Linked DNA regions of Mus musculus: region 1 is linked to region 2. Evidence: chromatin contacts called from public HiChIP or PLAC-seq data. All regions are on one chromosome and are shown on one strand. Each heading gives the region's core, a stretch centred on a gene start, on an enhancer-like site or on the middle of the called end of the contact. The rest is flanking DNA. Distances are from core to core; before and after follow the strand shown. Region 1 overlaps Piwil2 (piwi-like RNA-mediated gene silencing 2). Region 2 overlaps Ppp3cc (protein phosphatase 3, catalytic subunit, gamma isoform).

Evidence for each region. HiChIP or PLAC-seq counts read pairs in DNA pulled down with a chosen protein or histone mark.
Region 1: a BATF HiChIP or PLAC-seq map of CD8 T cells shows a contact between it and region 2, with 11 read pairs. The contact joins two enhancer-like sites. A contact is called at or near these places in 1 of 484 Hi-C or Micro-C datasets (nephron progenitors) and 1 of 115 datasets of contacts at active chromatin or transcription factors (CD8 T cells).

The regions. Positions count from the first base shown.
Region 1 is chr14:70,368,622-70,374,167 of GRCm38.p6, forward strand. It overlaps Piwil2 (piwi-like RNA-mediated gene silencing 2), which reads right to left. Exons shown (of 23, transcript NM_021308.2): 23 at 3,856-5,546. Among named protein-coding and RNA genes, the nearest start is that of Slc39a14, 20 kb to the left of the region's middle. Within about 2 kb of position 2,445, at least 47 of the 459 cell types and tissues checked have an H3K27ac peak or open chromatin away from gene starts, as enhancers often do. A contact at or near this core is called in CD8 T cells, where this site is marked.
Region 2 is chr14:70,269,707-70,275,294 of GRCm38.p6, forward strand. All of the region lies in intron 1 of Ppp3cc (protein phosphatase 3, catalytic subunit, gamma isoform), which reads right to left. Among named protein-coding and RNA genes, the nearest start is that of Ppp3cc, 17 kb to the right of the region's middle. Within about 2 kb of position 1,880, at least 22 of the 459 cell types and tissues checked have an H3K27ac peak or open chromatin away from gene starts, as enhancers often do. A contact at or near this core is called in CD8 T cells, where this site is marked.

The DNA.
Region 1 (5,546 bases), core at 1,195-3,694, 99 kb after region 2:
CTAGCATATACAAACCATCACACACACTAAGTACGTGCCTGGTGCCCAAGGAGGCCAGAGAGGATGTTGAATCCTTTGGGACTGGAGTAATAGGTAGTTGTAAGTCACTGTGTAGGTGCTGGGAATTAAACCCAGGTCCTTTCCAAGAGCAACAAGTGCTCTTAACCATTGAGCCATCCCTCTAGATCCCCTAGATCCCTCAGTTTAAATCAGAGCTTTGTTTCTTAGCCCTATTTATTTGGAACTCTCTAGATCAGACTAGCAATAAACTTGATCCACTTGCTTCTGTCTCCTGTGTGCTCAGATCTTTAGGAATTGTGTGTGCTTATGTGTGTGCAGATGCACACACCTGTGTGTGGATGAGGAGACCAGGAGGGGGCGCAGGTGGCCAATGCCACTGTCCATCCATCCCTTTCCTCTGAACTAGGGACTTGTACTTTCTTGGCTAGGCTGGATTCCACAAGCCCCACAGGCCCTTCTGCCATTACCCCCACTAGCTGGAGTTAAAGTGTGTATAGGATACTCAGCTTATTCTCTGGTGCTGGGATACAAATTCTAATAATTAATAATTACACAGCAAGCATTCTCAACTGCTGAGCCAGATCTCCAGTCCTTCAGAGCATCTTATTCTTCCTCCCTCCCTCCCTCCCTTCCATCTCTCCTTCCCCTACCCCCTTAGGCAGGGTCTCACTGAATAGCTCTGGCTGGCCTAGAACTGGACATGTAGGCCAGGCTAGGTTTAAACTCCTAGGTTCTACCTGCCTTTTCCTCCTAAAGGCATATAGCCATACTATCCAGCCTCAAAGCTCTTAGAAACAAAACCATATTTGGAAGGCTAAATCTCAGTCAGAAATAAAACTTCTTTTCCCTGCTTTGGATTCTGTTTCCAAAATGTTTTTCTTTTCCAGAATGTTCTATGTGGGAGCCACCTATATGACATAACCTGTTCACATCGGCTGCTTATGATGCATCATTACTTTTTGGTTATTTTGAAGTAAGGTCTCTTATAGCTCAGGCCCGGAAACCCCTTGTGTAACTAAGGTCATAACCTTTGACTGATCCTTCTGCCTCTACCTCTGAGCACTGGGATTATAAACATGTGAGTTTTTAAAGATTTGGGAGCATAAAGAAACTGGGGAATTGAACTCAGAGCTCCACAGATGCTACAGGGCTTTATCATTGAACTATGCTTCCAGCCTCTTATTGTTACTGTAGTGTGTGTGTGTGTGTGTGTGTGTGTGTGTGTGTGTCTCGTGTGTATATGGATGTTTTGCCCATGTCTGCATACCATGTGCTTGCTTAGTACCCACGGAGGCCAGAAGAAGGCATCAGATCCTCTGAAACTAGAGTTACAGATTGTAGTGAGTTACCATGTGTGTGCAGGAATTGAACCCAAGTCTTCTAGGAGACCATTGGTACTCTTAACCACTGAGCTTTGTAGACCAGGTTAGCCTCAAATTCACAAGGCCTGTCTACCTCTATTTCCAGAGTGCTCAGATTAATGGCTACTATTCCTTTTTGACAATTCTATGTGTATTTTGGGTAATAGTATTTTCTTCAATTCTGTGGCTTTTGTTTCTCTTTCCTTCTTTTCTTCTTTCTTTTCTTTTCTTCCTTCCTTCCTTCTTCTTTCTCTCTTTTTTTCCCCCTCTATGTAGCCCTGGCTGTCCTGGAACCCACTCTGTAGACCAGGCTGGCCTCGAATTCAGAAATCTGCCTGCCTCTGCCTCCCAAGTGCTGGGATTAAAGGCATATGCCACCACTGCCTGGCTGTTCTTTGGCTTTTCTTATACTCTCTTGATTTTAGAAAGAACAAAAACAAAAACCAAAAAACAAATCCATGGCAGAAAAAGTTACTAAAGAGCTCAGATAAAACTAAGCTTATTTTCAAAAATGATAAACAGGGTCTTTTCAAGCCCAGGTCTCTGTGAATCCCAGGCTTCAACCCTGGGATTTCAAAAATGTTTTTTGATAAAAGAGCAAGTCATCCCTAGACTGTTCTTTTTCACTTCATTCAACAAAATGCTGCTGGAGTAAAGCCAACACAGCAAGTGTAAGGTACTTCCTGGATTGAGATCAAGAACTTCCTCATTTAAGAAGGGAGGAAAAACCGGGCGGGCGCGGTGGCCTAGACCTTTAATCCTAACATTCAAGCAGCAGAGGCAGGCAGGTCTCTGACTGACTTTTGAGGCCAGCCTACTCTACAGAGTGAGTTTCAGGACAGCCAGAGCTACACAGAGAAACTGTTTTACTTTGGATTTTATTGTTATGAAGAGACACCAAGACCAAGGCACTCTTATAAAGGAAAACATTTAACTGGGGCTGGCTTACAGTTTCAGAGCTTTAGCCATCATGGTGGGAAGCATGGCAGCCTCTAGGCAGACATGGTGCTGTTAGAACTGGGAGTTCTACAGCTTGATCAGCAGGCAGCAGATCTTTTGAAACCAGAGTTACAGATTGTAGTGAGTCACCATGTGTGTGCTCATAACTGAACCCAAGCCCACCTCCACAGTGACACACTTCTTCCCACAAGGCCACACCTCCTTCAGTAAGGACACCTCCTAATAGTGCTACTCCCTGTGGCCAAGCATACAGACACATGAGTCTACGGGGGTCATTCCTATTCAAACCACCACAAAAACCTTGTCTCAAAAAACCAAGGGGAAGGGGACAAAACAAGACCTCTAAAACATAGAGTTTCTTTAACAAATGTAAAGAAATGCAGGGTTGTAAAGGCATGTGGTTGGAAGTGATAAAAACAATGAGGCAGGTTACTGTCACTGGGCCAATGGTTACAGACACACCAGAAAGTGTACTTAACAGGGACATTTATTTGGGGGTTTGTGTGTGTGTGTGTGTTCCTGGAACTCATATCATCAGGCTAGGGGCATAGTTCCTTCATCCAGCAAGCCATCTTACTGGTGTGCTTTTTTTTTTTTTGAGATAGGGTCTCATGTCTGAAGCCTGGCCTCAAACTCAATATATAGTCAAAGGTGACCGAGAACTTCTTATCCTCCTGACTCTGCCTCCCAAGTGTTGGACCTTGAGGCCTGACCTCTATCTCCCTGCCTCCCTACATATTATAAATGTAACTTAAAAAAAATTCTTAATGGTAGAGAGGTCACTTCTGGCGAAAGCTTACTGGTTCTTTCTTGAGCTAACAGTAACTGTTAAGAAAGACTGACAAAGGGAGAGATGTCTCAGCAGTCAAGAACACTGGCTGCTCTTCCAGAGGACCCAGGATCAATTTCTAGTACTCACATGGCAGCTTCTAGCTGCCTGTAACTCCAGTTTCAGAGAATCTGACACCTTCATTCAAGCATACATGCAGGCAAAACACCAGTGCACATGAAATAAAAATAAATAAATTGATTTTAAAAATAGAAAGAAAAACTAACAAGCCAGGTGGTGTTGGCATACAGCTTTGATTCCAGCACTTGGGAGGCAGAAGTAGGTGGACCTCTGAGTTTGAGGCCAGCCTGGTCTACATTCTACATAGTGAGTTCCAGGACAACTAGGGCTACACAAAGAAACCCTGCCTTGAAAAATCAATCAATCAATAAAATAAGTAAGTAATTATATTTATTTTTTTAGCACCCTGATGAAAATATACTAGTGGAGAGTATTCTCTTAGTAAGCTGGTGAGGGTTCTTATTTACCCAAAGCCCCAAATGATTCAAACACATTCACAAACTTAATGCATTGCTATGTAGGTCTCCCAGTTTGCTCAGGGTGAAATCACTTTGTTCCCAATGGTGCTGCCCCTGACACGCACAATAATAAAGGAATAACTCTAACTTTTGCTTCTCTTTGAAGGAAAAGCCACTTAATAAACAATATTCTCTCAGACACAACTATACACATACATTGTTTTTATTTTACACCACAGGGCCCAATTGTTTGGCCCTGAAACTGAAAAACAAGGCATAGAAAAACCAAGGCAGAGAAAGTACATTCTGGCATTATGGTCAAGTATCTGTTCTACCTAAAGAGAAAAGGAGTGCTAGGAACAGCAACTTCTACAGACAAATTCAAAAGACTTCCAGAGAAATCCAGAAAGTGGAACTTAAGACTCGTTTTTCAGTCTGTTCTGTTTAATTCTATGGCTTTTACATTTCAGGTCTCAGCCTGGCCTTGGTCATAGACTCCAAAAGCCATGGGTGTATTTGAGGACCCTAACCCTTATTCCTCGCCAACCTCTGGGTGCTATAGCAAACTAAAGGCTTCCCTGGACAATGTTGTCTTCGAGCCCAGGCTTGGCCTGTCTGAGTGAGGGCTGACACTGACTCCCACAGCCCCCGCTGCTCCTCAGGACTTCACACTGAGGCTCTCCTAGCACACTGTTATTTAAAATGACTATTTCTGCTCAGTCCCCTACCATCCATCCACCACACCAAAACATAAATAGATACATACACATTTGAAAAGGTTAAGTAAAATTAGCTTTTAGAGCCCAGTAAAGGGATGGCCCACTGAAGCCTGAAGAAACTTGAAGATTCTGAAACAGAAGGAAAAAAATAACACAGAAAACCAGTGCTTCCCCCAAATACTGAAGCCCAGAGGCCCTAGGAAAATTTCCTACATGTCTAGACTCAGGTGAGACTATCACATTTTTCCAAGCCAACTTTGGGAAGCCTGAAACTTTGGGATTTTGAAATTTTCCAAGCAACACCAGCCCACAGCTGGAAGAGACTCTTGCGTAATCTCATTTACAGACTTTTGCAGAAAAACTACACTCCACCCCAAATGTTCCTAGGTCTGCTGAATCCTTTCCATGTGTTCTAATTGAATTTATTCAAGATTAGTCACAAAGAACAAAAGTGTGTGCGTGCGCACATGCGTGTATCAGTCGGGCTGCAGGAAAGCAATCTGATGATGGTTGCAAATAACCAAAAGGACCAGAAAAGCAGCTCTAGCCAGACTCTCGGGAAGTCAGACTCACAGCCCTGGGTCAGGTGGGCACATACGCCCGACTGTACCCTACGCTGGTTTTTCTACATGTCTTTCACACATGTAGACAGCTGCACAGTAACTCTCCTTTAAGATGTCTGCAATGACTTCATGTCACTTCTGCCACCAGAAATAGGATGGTTCTGTAGGCATAACCTCTAGGAACTGATGCTCAGGCTGCCTTGGGGGCTATTTTTTCCTTGCTTGACTTATTTGGTAGGGGGATTTGACATGCTAAGAACATGTCATCACTGCCCTGTCCGAAGCTCCACGCTCGGCTGAGGAGAAGCAGCGCTGACGGCACACACTCCATGAAGGCAGCGGGCAGCCAGCGGCTACCTACAAACTTGCTTCCTTGACCCCAGGCTTTGGTTTTGTTGTGGGCTTTGAGGGGACAGTGGTTTGTTTTTGTTTTTTGAGACAGGGTCTCACTCTGTAATCTTGGCTAGCCTAGAACTCACCATGTAGTCTAGGCTGGCCTTGAACTAAAGATACTCCTGCTTCAGTCTCCCAAGTGCTGGGATAAAAGGCATGCACCACAACACCCTACTATGATATCAGGGTTAAAAGAAGAACAGAAATCTAATTCTACAAGG
Region 2 (5,588 bases), core at 630-3,129:
ACTGATAAACAGCTAACCTTGACTAGAATGGTCGAGTTGACCATTATTTTGGTTGATCCTGCAAGGTCCTGCTGGCTACATAAGAGTCTTTACTGCTTGAGGAGGGTGATAGAATTCTCATCAAGAGATTACTTTTGCATAAGGAATCTGCCTTAGTTTCCTTCATGGGATAATTGCTCCTCCTTGGCAGAGTAGTAACATCACTGTGTGATCTGCCTACAAAATTCTGGAACTTAAAAAAAGTACCTTAGATTCCCGTGTCTTCGTTCTTGTATTTTACAGAGAGGTTAGGCAAATTTAAGGCTAACAAATTTTATATAAGCAGTTTTTAGATGGACACTCCTTAAGTAATTAATATGTCTATGTGCACAGCTGAGCAGGAATCAGACCTGAAGTTTAACATAACAGAAGAGACAGACAAAATAAAGTCACAGATGCCAATGTTTTATTCAGCTTTTAGTTACTGTGCGCCTACAGTGACAAGTTGGTGCTTCTTAGGAAAACCAATCTTTTAAGTCCCTATAAGATCATAAAAGCAGTTAAGATTCATGAAGTGTATAGCATGATCCAAGAGGGCTGGCAGAGCATGCATGAGGGCTGGGGATTAAGTTTCAACATTTAAAGTTTAAAAAAGAAAATCCTGAGACAGAGACAGAGAAAATAAGAAGCCCAGAGACTGCCCTGAAGGCAGTAGGGAGGGGCTGGCAGCTTTAATACTGTGTGCTCAATCTGTACACTTCTTCTAGTTGTTCAAAATCAAACTGGTCTAAAGAGGAAGGTTTTAAGCCATCTAAAGCCATGATTTTAAACGTTACATAATGAGGGTGTCCTCCCTCACAGACCAGCTGAAGCGCTGTGGTACTGATATTTACACAGTTACAGTTATGGATCAGCTCACCTGGAACCTTCCTTTTTTTTTTTTTAAACTTGCTGACTGTTTTGGATTTTGGTAATGCTGGGGCTCTATCCAAGGCCTTGTTCCCTCTAGGAAGCCTCTGTTGATGAGCTATATTCCCCAGGCCTACAATTTGTTGTTGTTGTTGTTCTTAATCATCTTTATTTACATGTGTGTACACTGGGACCATTTTGACATTGGTTATAACAGAACTGATTGTTTTCTTTTGAAGACAGATCTTTTCTTTATGGAAAAAAATGTATCAGTTTATTTATTTTCTTTATTTTTTAAGGATTTATTTATTTATTATTTATATGAGTACACTGTAGCTATCTTCAGACACACACCAAAAAAGTGCATCGGATCCCATGACAGATAGTTGCGAGTCACCATGTGGCTCCTGGGAATTGAACTCAGGACCTCTGGAAGAACAGTCAGTGCTCTTAACCATTGAGCTATCTCTCCAGCCCCTTATTTTCTTACTATTAAGTAGACTATTTAAAATTTTTACTTATTGTTATAAGTTAATATTGCTACCAACATCCTTGGGTTGCTGTTGCTTTTGAGACAGCATCTCTATGCAGCCTAGGCCAGCCCTGAACGCTAGACAATCCTGTTTTAGCTTCCCAAGAGCTGAGGCTCTAGCATGACCACCCTCTGCTAAACTCCTTGTATATTTCTTTCCCACAATCTTTGATTTGTCACCCTGAACATAGTGACTTAAAACAATAATTATGTATAGGTTCTCTCATGTATAGACTCAGTACTATGAGCTCAGAGAAGACACAGCAGGACTGCTCCCCCACCATCCTCCCGCCTCCCCCCCCCCCCCCCAGCTCAGACAGCCCAGGGCAGTCTCATCTGATGAGAATACCTGTAGGTGGCCTTTCATGTGACTGAGTTCCAAGGACAAGCATCTTAGCCACACCACACCACTTCCAACTCAGACCATTCGAGCATCTCAAGCTTCCCAGGTTCAAGGGGAAGTAAAGGGGCTTCCCCCGTAGCCAAGAGTGGTGTACACCTGTGAGAGCTGGAGCCTCGCTGGCACTATGGCCATTTACTGGAAGTGAAAAGGCCGTCAGAGGTAGAGTGCTTGCTGGGTATAAGTGAAGCCCTAAATTTAATACCCAGTAATGTCTACCCCTATCTGAAAAAGGAGAGAAAACTAATACAGGCCCTTGACTAATCCTTCAAGTCAAAATGTTCTTTTTCCAGCTTTTCAATAATTACAAATACTTATTCTTTGGTTTGGTTTTGTTTGATCGGTTGGTGGTGGTTTGTTTTTCTGACTGTTTTTTGAGTAGAGTCTCCTGATATTATAGCCCTGGATGGCCTAAACTCAGAACACAGACCAAGCTAGTTTTAACATTGCATTGGTTTCCTTCTCTGCCTCCACAATCCAAGGTTACAGGCATGCTAGCCTACAGAGACACTCTTCTGTCACACTGAGCATGAAGTATAGCTCTACCATGAGATGAACCCCTTACCCCACAAATACACAAGAAACTCACACTGGCTGTCTTTTAAAATTAAAAGAGAGAGGCTGGAGAGATAACTCAATGGGTAAGAGTGTTGGCTGCTTCCCTAGGGGACCTGGGTTCAATTCCCAGCACCCACATGGCTCCTCACAACTGTCTGTAGCTCTAGCTCCAGGGGACCCACTGCACTAGGCATGCATGTGGTGCACTGAGTATTGTGCATCCATTCAGGCAAAATACTTATACTCATAAAATAAAATACATCTTTAAGGGCTGGAGAGGTGGCTCAAAGGTTAAGACCACTGGCTGCTCTTCAGAGGAAATGGGTTCAATTCCCAGAACTCACATAGCACCTCGAAACTATCTGTAACCTCAGCTCCAGGGACCTGACACCCCATACATATGCAGGCAAAACACCAAAGCACATACAATGTAAATCATCAATTTTTTTTTCAAAAAATTAAAAGAGAAACCACAACTTGTCTGCACGATGATTCATAAAACAAAGTGAGCACAGCAACCCACAACACACATCACAGATGATTAAAACCCAAAGCAAAGCCTTCAGCTTCATGTCTAAGACAAGACCCTCTAGCACATTAAGTCAACGGCAACTGTAAGCATTGGAGTCAACTTAACACTAGAGCGTTGCAATGTCTAACAACTCTGTTTACACACTCTCCTGGTGCTGGCCCAGATGGCAAATGTCTACCTAAAATCTGACAACTGTTATTATCCTAGCAGCAGTACATGATGAGTGCCTGCCTATAACTGCTTCCTTCTCAGACAATACCCACTTTCCTCTGAATCTCTCTGACTGTTGAAACATGTGAAATAAGTCTAACCTTTTTTTTCTTTTTTAAGAGTTTGAGAGAAAAATAACTGAGCAAGCAAAAAAAGTAAATCTCTTGTCTATCTTGTTCTCTTCCCTATGGGTCAAGATTCTAGAATGTCAAGAGGCTCCCACCCCCTCCTTTATTGTTAGTACTACAAAGACCTTTACCCTTGACCATCACTAAATACTAGAATTATCATTCAGACACTTGTAAAGGTAAACAATGAAAATCAAATTGCAAACAATTGTGGACTGGTAAGATGTCTCAGCAGGTAAAGGAGCTTCATGTTCCTGCTTGGTGACCAGAGCTCTATCTCAGGAATATACTTGAAGGTGGAAGAGCCCCGCCTTCACACAGTTGTCCTCTGACTTCCACATGAATGTCCCACACCCATGCATGCATACATAAAGCATGCACACATGTACATACACATGCATGCCCCACACGTCATGCACCCGAGTGTGCCCATGCATATACACACACACACCATGCAAACATCCCCACACATCATGAGCACACACGCGTAATATTTTTCCCTAAACAAAACAAGCAGATGAACAAATAAAAAGGAAGATCCAAACTGATTATGACATATATGGAACATTATTTCAAACTAAATACAAATTCTGTCTGGGATAACCCAGTGTGTCATCTCCAGATCCCTCAATGCCACTGTGTTGCTTCTGTCAACCAGATGGCAGAACAAATCACCATCCAGGAAATAGGCCAGTGCTTGAGGTCAACATATCTATCACAAATGGCTTGATAAGCATTTACAACCTATTAAAATCTCGTTGGTTTACCTCCCTTAAGTGGTAAATACCCTGGTTTAACTAAAGAATGATCAGAGGTGGAGACAGAGAAAGAAAACAGAAGCCACAAACCACTGACTTGCAAGCAGAGAAACTGAACCAAAGCAAACACCACTGTACAGTCCAGGTCACCCAAGCTCAAGCACTGTTTTTTGAGGGCCACAGACACTCAGTATCCCAGTCCAAAAACTGATCTACAACTTCAAGGGAGCCTGTGCAGAATAACAGCAAAACCATTCAAATGAGAATTGAGCCACCCTTGAGCAGACTACTAACCTGACTTCAGCTCCTTTATACCTTCTGCAGACTTTCTGACTCCTCTCAACATGCTCACAGCTTTTAGGGGGTGAAAATACTTTCTACAATAAGCTAAATAAATAAAGTTTATTTTTCACTATACCATGTTCCTGGTGTTCTTCAGTGGTGGGCTTTATATTTTAAGGAAGCAATTGATGAAAGGGATATGAATTTTGCTAAATACCTTTTAAAATTATATAATATAGTCATTATTAAGTCAATATTACATTACTTTAGACTTGTGTTTCACTCTATTGTAAGCTTGTCAATGAACAGTAATACTATTAATATTCAATTCAGTTGGAATTTACCTATGAATAAGAATATTGACAGATGTCAGAAGATAGGAAAATTCACAATTTCTGTAAGACTAGAAAATTATAAAGCAGTTCAAGGTGGTAGTGAGCTTGAGGTCTTTAACTTACTGAAGCAAACCACAGGGCTAGTGAGATGGTTCAGTGCCTTTCAAGCACAAGGTCTCAAGTTCAATTCTTAGAACCCATATAAAAAAGGTTGGCAGGCACACATAATCCTAGTGCCTTAGAGACAGAGATAGGGTTCCAGAGCATACTATCCTGTTTGCATAGCCTGCTTGGTGAGCTCAGGGCTATTGAAAGATTCTGTTTCAAAAGTAAAACTAAAGCTTCTATGTCGTAGCACACACCTTTAATCCCTGCACTAGAGGCAGAGGCAAGATAGTCAAGGTTATATAAAGAGATGCTGCCTCAAAATAACACCACCACCACCACCACTGTGTGTGTATACATGCATGAAAAGTAAAAGATTTTAACTATTGAGCCATCTCTTTAGCCCCTAAAGAATTCTTAGAATCACAGATATTATATATTGGGCTAGGGATACAGCTCAGTGGTAGAACTCTTGCTTAGCATATTCAAGGCTCTGCATTTGATCCTACCACCACGCAAAGCACACACACACACACACACACTCACAGTATAGAGAATAGAAAACTATTTTTTAAAATTAAGGAGTATAAAAAAATACACAAATCTCTTAGAAGCCTACCAATTAAAATGACCACTGGTAACATAATAAAATAAGCATAATTACCTGTGTTGCTGAAATACAGTTTTTACAGTTATACTGTAAATATTTTAATTTAGTAGCAAGCTACTCAAATTTTCTTATACAAATAAATACTGATAACAATATAATTTACAGAGCCAGGATCACCTAGGTAGTCTGCTGCTGTGAAATATTAAAAGGCTCCCTGCTGATTGCTTTGCTGATAAAGAAATAATGTCCC